2 separate regions of the Sus scrofa genome follow, and region 2 is linked to region 1. A link is a contact called in public Hi-C data. All regions are on one chromosome and are shown on one strand. Each heading gives the region's core, a stretch centred on a gene start, on an enhancer-like site or on the middle of the called end of the contact. The rest is flanking DNA. Distances are from core to core; before and after follow the strand shown.

The links. Hi-C and Micro-C count contacts between places; a contact is called where the count stands out from the background.
Region 2: a Hi-C map of liver shows a contact between it and region 1, with 4 times the contacts expected there. The contact joins the promoter of SNAPC2 here to the promoter of RAB11B in region 1. A contact is called at or near these places in 1 of 47 Hi-C or Micro-C datasets (liver) and 1 of 2 datasets of contacts at active chromatin or transcription factors (alveolar macrophages).

What each region holds. Positions count from the first base shown.
Region 1 is chr2:70,894,650-70,897,839 of Sscrofa11.1, reverse strand. It overlaps RAB11B (RAB11B, member RAS oncogene family), which reads left to right and starts at 1,671. Exons shown (of 5, transcript NM_001244875.1): 1 at 1,671-2,104. The coding sequence starts at 2,065.
Region 2 is chr2:71,292,869-71,296,280 of Sscrofa11.1, reverse strand. SNAPC2 (snRNA-activating protein complex subunit 2) reads left to right here and starts at 1,773. Exons shown (of 5, transcript XM_003123198.4): 1 at 1,773-2,607; 2 at 3,227-3,346. The coding sequence starts at 2,425. TGFBR3L (transforming growth factor-beta receptor type 3-like protein) reads left to right here. Exons shown (of 7, transcript XM_021083896.1): 4 at 40-166; 5 at 269-427; 6 at 628-700; 7 at 913-1,321. The coding sequence ends at 683. LOC110259350 (a long non-coding RNA gene) reads right to left here and starts at 1,330. Exons shown (of 2, transcript XR_002341675.1): 1 at 1,190-1,330; 2 at 793-1,010.

The DNA of each region.
Region 1 (3,190 bases), core at 422-2,921:
ACAGGTAGCTTGAGGAGCAGGACACTCCATGGGACCAGGGAGTGATGACAGGGCCAGTATATGGGTGGTGGCAACAGAGGGGGAGAGAAGGGGTCAGGAGGAAGGAGGGACAGAATAACGTAGTTGAGGGAGGGGATGGGAGAGAAGGGCAGGAGAGTAAAGGTTGAGAAGGGGACAGGAGTCCATGAACTCTGGCTTTGATGATGGTGGAAGAGAGATGGAGTCACTGGAGGAGAAGAGAATATGGGAAAAGAGGTCAAATTTGTATGTGGGATGCTAGGTGGACATCCCAGGGAAGAGGTCCAAGTGGCAATAATAATTATTATTACAATTAGCACATGAGCCCCACTCTGACATTATCATTAATCATTTATTGAGCACTGTGGACACAACACCGACTGCCACAGACACAGCCCCTGCCTTCACTGGGCTGATGTTCTGTTGGTGAGGAACAGAAACTAAATAAACTACTGGACTGTGAAAATTTTATTTTTATCTTTTGCTTTCTAGGGCTGAACCCAGAGCACATGGAAGTTCCCAGGCTAGGGGGGAATCCCAGCTACAGCTGCCAGCCTATGCCACAGCCACAGCAAAGCCAGATCCAAGCCACATCTGCGACCTACACCACAGCTCACGACAACACCAGATCCTTAACCCACTGAGCAAGGCCAGGGACTGAACCAGCATCCTCATGGATACTGGTTGGGTTTTCCTCTGCACCACAATGGGAACTCCTAGATTGTGAAAATTTTAAAAAGGAAACCTCAGCTAAAATTGGAGTCAGGAAAGGCTTTCAGAGGGAGCTCTTACGCCCAACCACTCCTCAAAGACCCCAATCAGGAAGACATCAGTTACAGACCCCAATCACAAGAGACTTACCTTGCACTCCCAAACAGACACTGCAACTACTTCATTAAAGGAGAAAAGATTTTCTTCCCTCCCAGCAACAAGCCCAGCCAATGAAGACACCACAGCTTAGCCAATGAGATGCTGTCCTTACCTGAACGCTTACTTTCCTCCAAACGAACTTTTGTTTTTTTCTCTCGTCATGACTTCTTTGTCTCACCCTCCTTCCTATAAACGTCTTCCATTTTGAGCAACCTTTCGGACTATCTCTGCTTAACAGATGAGATGCTACTTGACTCACGAATTTTTTAATAAAGGCTATTAGATCGTCAAATGTACTCACCTGAATTTTGCTTTTTAACAGGGCGGAGAAAGAAATACTTCGTCAAGTAGGGATAAATCCTTGGGGGCGAGGGGGTTGTGGAATAAAACAACATAAGGGGACAGAGAAGGAATGACACGAAGGATTTATAAATATTTGTTAAACAAAGACTTAATGACAGACTGTGGATGGTTGTTTTAGTAGGTATTTAAGTAAATGGTCTAATCATACTCCAAATATTCCATAAGGTGAGTTTCTTCCGTTATACAAAGGGAGGAAGCTGAGGCAGGGGTATCTTAACGAGTCACCAATGCAGGGATAGAAACTGCAATCCAGAGAGAGGGGATCTCCCTCTAAGCTGAAAAGGTCCCCAAGCAGACGCCCCCCCGGAAAAGGCCATTTATGGGGCAAGCGGTGGGGGGAGCGTCCAGAAGAGCCGCGCGCATTGACCTATGACGTCATTGGGACGTTAAATAGCGTAACACTACCTGGACGTAGCCCCATTTCCCTTCCCGGACAGGTCCTCTGGTGGTCCGGAGCTGTCTGATTCAAACCTCTCATTGGCTACTCGCTCCGTCAATCCGTTTCATCTTATGGTCTTCCGACCCGCCTTCCAGATCTAGCCTTTGATAGGCTGAAGAGGCCGTCACTTCAGAAAGGTCCGCATTCCTTCCGCCTTTCTCCAGGAGACCGAGGGCGAAAAAGGTGGATCTCCGACGGTGCCCACCCCGGGGGCTCTGCTTAAGCCTCTTATTGGCTACTCTGGGTGCCGGTCGCTACGCCATCCACCGCTGATTGGGCATCCGGCCGCCGCTCTGCGCGGCGCCGGCTCCGCCCCCGTCGGGTGTTTGTGGTGGGGCTGCGGAGTCGCCGATCCCGCCGGAAGCGCCAGGACAATGGGGACCCGGGACGACGAGTACGACTACCTATTCAAAGGTGCGGCCGGTGGGGCACAGACGGGCTATGAGCGGCAGCGAAGCGGTGGGCAGGCGCCGAGGCTGCACTCCAGGCCTCTGGCCCCAGACTGGAGCCAGAGGGTTGGCGCCCGGCAGGCTAGGCAGCCAGGAAAGCCACTGCGGGTCGGGCATGATCAAGTTTAGGCCAGGGTTTGCGGCCCCGCGAGGCAGGCTGCCCAGAGAGGCTTGGGGGCCCTGGATGCACCGAGGCGGGGCCAGGGCCCAGAGGGGGTGGGGCCGGGGGCGGTGGGACAGGCCGTTAGAGGCGGGGCCTTCAGAGGGGGCGGGGTCGTCCCAGCGTTTGGCGGGCCGGGCTAGGTGGAAAGCGCCCTTAGCGGTGGGGGCGGGGCCTTTAGAGGCGGGGCTGGGATGTGGTGGGCGTGTCCAAGAAGTAGGCTGGGCTGCACGGGTGGGGGCGGTGCTCGCACGGAGTGGCAGGGGAGAGCCTTGATTGGTGGCAGTGCGTCTGGGGGCGGAGCCCTGGAAGGGAGGGGCGGACAATGGGGGTTGAGGTGTTGAATGGAGCCTGGTTTGGAGTGCGGGAGTCTGGATTGAGAGGAGTACCTGCGTTTGGGGGTTGTGGGGGTCGGAGGTGGGGGGGGATACTAAGTGTGCTGGACCCAGGCCTGGTGCTTAACAGCAACAATTATCTCTTAACTTTTAGAACTATAATAGCACCATCCAAGTACCTGCACTTTTCTAAGCACTTTATACACATGAATTCATTGAAACCCTCACCACAGCCAATGAGGTCAGTATTTTCCATCCTGTCTCTTTATGGACCTGGATACTAAGGCGCAGTTAATAAGTGTTGGAGCAGGATTTGAACCCAGGCCACATAGGGAGTGTATCTGAGGGAGCCCGTGACCAAGATCTGGGACTGGGCTTGTCAGACCACCTCCTCCAAACTGCTGGAGGATCTTCTCTGACCCTGGGGGACAGAGGGCTCTAGAAGCTTCAAGTAACCCCTGGGCAGGGCAGGGCAGGCAGCCAACAGCGGACTGGCTCAGGAGTCACTGACTTTCTAGTGCCTTCTGTGCCAACCTAGGCTTTGGCCAGGTCTTGT
Region 2 (3,412 bases), core at 524-3,023, 400 kb before region 1:
GGCCCTGACGCCCCCGTTTCTTGCCTCCTCTCCTCCTAGTGTCTGCCTCAGGATGAGGCGTGCGCGGGCGCCGGCAGTGGCAGCGCTGAGAGTCTGGGTGCTGACGGCTCCCACCTGCACACGCTGACGCAGCCCATCGTGGTCACTGTGCCGCGGCTGCCCCCCAGTGAGCGTGCAGTAGTCCTGCGCGGGGGTCCCTGAGGTCGGGAACTGGGGTGGGGAGGACATCCGAGGCCTAAACCCAGTCTCAGCACTGTACTCCTCACAGGGCCACCCAAGGGCGTCCCCGGCAGAGAGGCGCGCCCCGAGCCTCCCGCGCCAGCTCCAGGAGCCCTGGAGCCCGCGCCGGTGGTGGCACTTGTGTTGGCCGCCTTCGTGCTGGGCGCCGCTCTGGCTGCCGGGCTCGGCCTCGTCTGCGCGCACTCAGGTACCAGCCTCCGCCCCGACCCCCGACCCCCCCAGGATCTCTACCTGGCCCCCAGCCTATTCTGGCGCGTCCTGTCCCCAGGTCGCTTTGATCCCAGCCTGCAAGGGCCTGACCATGCCTCCGCTACGCCCGCAGAATCCCCCAGGGGGCGCCCTTGCCCAGGCCCTTACCCAACCCCTCAGCTTGTCTTTCCTCTCCAGCGCCCCCACCCCCTGGCCCGCCTCCAAGAACCTCGCCGGGCGGCCCCCAGCCCTGAAGGCCCCAGTAAGGCAGGTAAGAGTTGGGGGCAGAGATGAGGGGGAATGTCAAGTGGGGCCGGTAGGACAGCTGGAGGAGGGAGGTGATAATGACTCTTATACAGCGCGTTCTCTCTGCCAGGCAGAATTCCAAGTTTTTTACGCATGTTAATCCCTGTAACATGGTAGATACTTTTATACTCCCCATAATGGAGATACGAAAAATGAGGCACTCTCTGACTTGCCAAGGTCACAAAATTTGGTGAAGATGAGATTTGAACTCGGTGGCCCGCGGCGGATTGCAGGCTCAGCGTCGCAGGAAAGGACCTCAACATCTCAGGCAGGCACTAGGCAAAGAAATTTGGGTTTCAGACCTAGCACTCACCCTCACCCCAGCACACAGACTGATGGGGCGGCCAATGATCGGCTGGAAAGGGGGTGACCCGCCTCTGTGTCCTACTCCCCGCTCAACCCGAGTCGCCCTTCCCCAGAGATGGCGCGCCCCCAACAGGGTCCGGAGACATACCAACCACGGCCTCAGACCACGCCCGCCAGGACTTCGGATTCGAAGGGACCACAATCCCTGCGCCCCGCCTCCTCTCGTTCCTCCTCCCATCCTCCCACCTGGATTCAAAATAAACACGTGGCCTGAACTGCAGAGTTCTGAAGTTGGCGTAGGCGCTTAGCTCGTGGGTGGGGAATCAGGGTTGGGAGAGGTCCAGACTGGAGGGGTGGGGCTTTGGGGCGGAGCTCAAACGCATACAAATACGTGCCAGAGGAGACCCAAGGGCATTTTGTTCCATATAAAAGAAAGGATACCCAACCCTAGCAGCTTAAATTTTATTTTAATTATTTATTTTGCTTTTTAGGGTCGCACCCGGGGCATATGGAAGTTCCCAGGCTAGGGGTCGAATCGGAGCTGTAGCTGCCTGCCTACTCCACAGCCACAGCAACGGGGAAACCAAGCCGTGTCTGCGACCTACACCATAGCTCACAGCAAATGCCAGATCCGCGAATCACTGAGCGAGGCCAGGGATCCAACCCGCATCCTCAAGGATACTAGTCGGATTCATTTCCGCTGCGCCACAACGGGAACTCCCTTAAATTTTAAATAAGCCTCCTCTCCTTCCTCCACCCCTACACCGGCCCACCTGCCTTCTCAAAGAGGGAACTTATTCGCGCTCCACTCCCACCGCCCAGATCCTGCCGTCGCTTAAGCCACAAGCTCAGGTCTACCCCAGCCCCCTCTCCCTCTAGCCTAAAGGTCCTCAAATCCCTCCTGCCAGAGCTCCTTCCTCCCCGCACAGAAGGGCAGGACTATTAACTCCATTTTACGGTTGAGGAAATTGAGGCTAGGCACGGCCAAGTCACTTGCTCACCAGTCGGGGCTAGCCGACCCCACAACCCAGGCTCTTGGCTACGACTGGATAGTTGCTTTCTGGCCAGGGCCCACCCCTCTGCGAGTTTCCCAAGACTTAGTCCTGGACTGGAGAGAAGGCACGAGATCTAAGGTGTCGGCTCCAGTTCACAAAAGAGATAGAATGCGTGTGTGTGTGTGGGGGGGTCTTTTCCGCTCCCGCCTCAGATACCACTCCTTCCATTTTTTCCCAGGATGGCAGTTCGCTTCCGATTGCAAACGCAGAGCCACGCCCCCGTCCCTTTCTGCCTCCGCGCGGGCCTTTTTGGCTCCACCGGCCGCCGTAACCCCGCCCACCACGGAAACGGCTCAGCTGCAACACCGCCCTCCCGCGCCGCACCGGCATGAAGCCTCCTCAGCGGCGGCGAGCCGCCCCAGCGCGCTATCTGGGAGAGGTGACCCGGCCCGCGGCCTGGAGCGCCCGCGAGAAGCGGCAGCTTTTACGACTGCTGCAGGCGCGACGGGGCCAGCCGGAGCCGGACGCCGCCGAGCTGGCCCGGGAACTGTCGGGCAGAAGTGATGCGGAGGTAAGAGGGGTCCGGAGACGGGAGCGAGGCTGGAGGCGGGACTAGGATGCGTCCAGGACTGGCGGCGGGGCGGGTCCTGGTAGTGGGCGGGTGGAGGGTGAGGCTTAGGGCGGGGGCGAGGCTGAGGAACCGGAAGAACGCTGGAGGAGGCGGGACTGGTGCGAGGCTAGGCAGTGTGTCCCTGCGAGAAGCTGAGGGCGGGGTGGGGGCGGGGCATGGCGCGTCTTGGGGCGGGGCTAGGAGGAGGCAGTGCCCTGGAAGGCTGAGGGGGCGGGGCGAACTCTGAGTAAGACCCGGTCTCCGCCCGGGACTGGAAGGAAATTGCAGCCAGCACCTGGGCGGGAATGAGGTTGAAATGAGTCGGGGAATGGGGCAGAGTGGACGAAGTTGGGAGGTGACTAGGGTAGTACTTAGCACGGGCTTGGGCCCTGCCAAAGGGAGGAGCCAGAACTGGCCTTGCATCTTTGTCAGGTAACGGATCACACCTGGGGCCTTGGCCCGAGACCCTTAAGGGTCACTGTGACTCAACCCCGGGCTAGCGGGAGGCCAGAGAGTAGGCAGTGGACTGCTTAAGCCCTGGACTTAAAATCCATTTGGTCTCCTCCTCTCACTTCTCCAGGTCCAGGACTTTCTGCGGCAGCTCAAGCGCCGAGTGGCCCGGGAAGCCATTCAGAGGATGTATCCTGGTGGCCCACAAGGTCTAAGACGCCAGGAAGCACAGCCCCCAGCCCCCATCGAGGTGAGGCAGGGTCAGGCTCCCCAGAGCCAGCTCCTGGGGAATGAGGTGGGGTTGGGGGAGGGATAA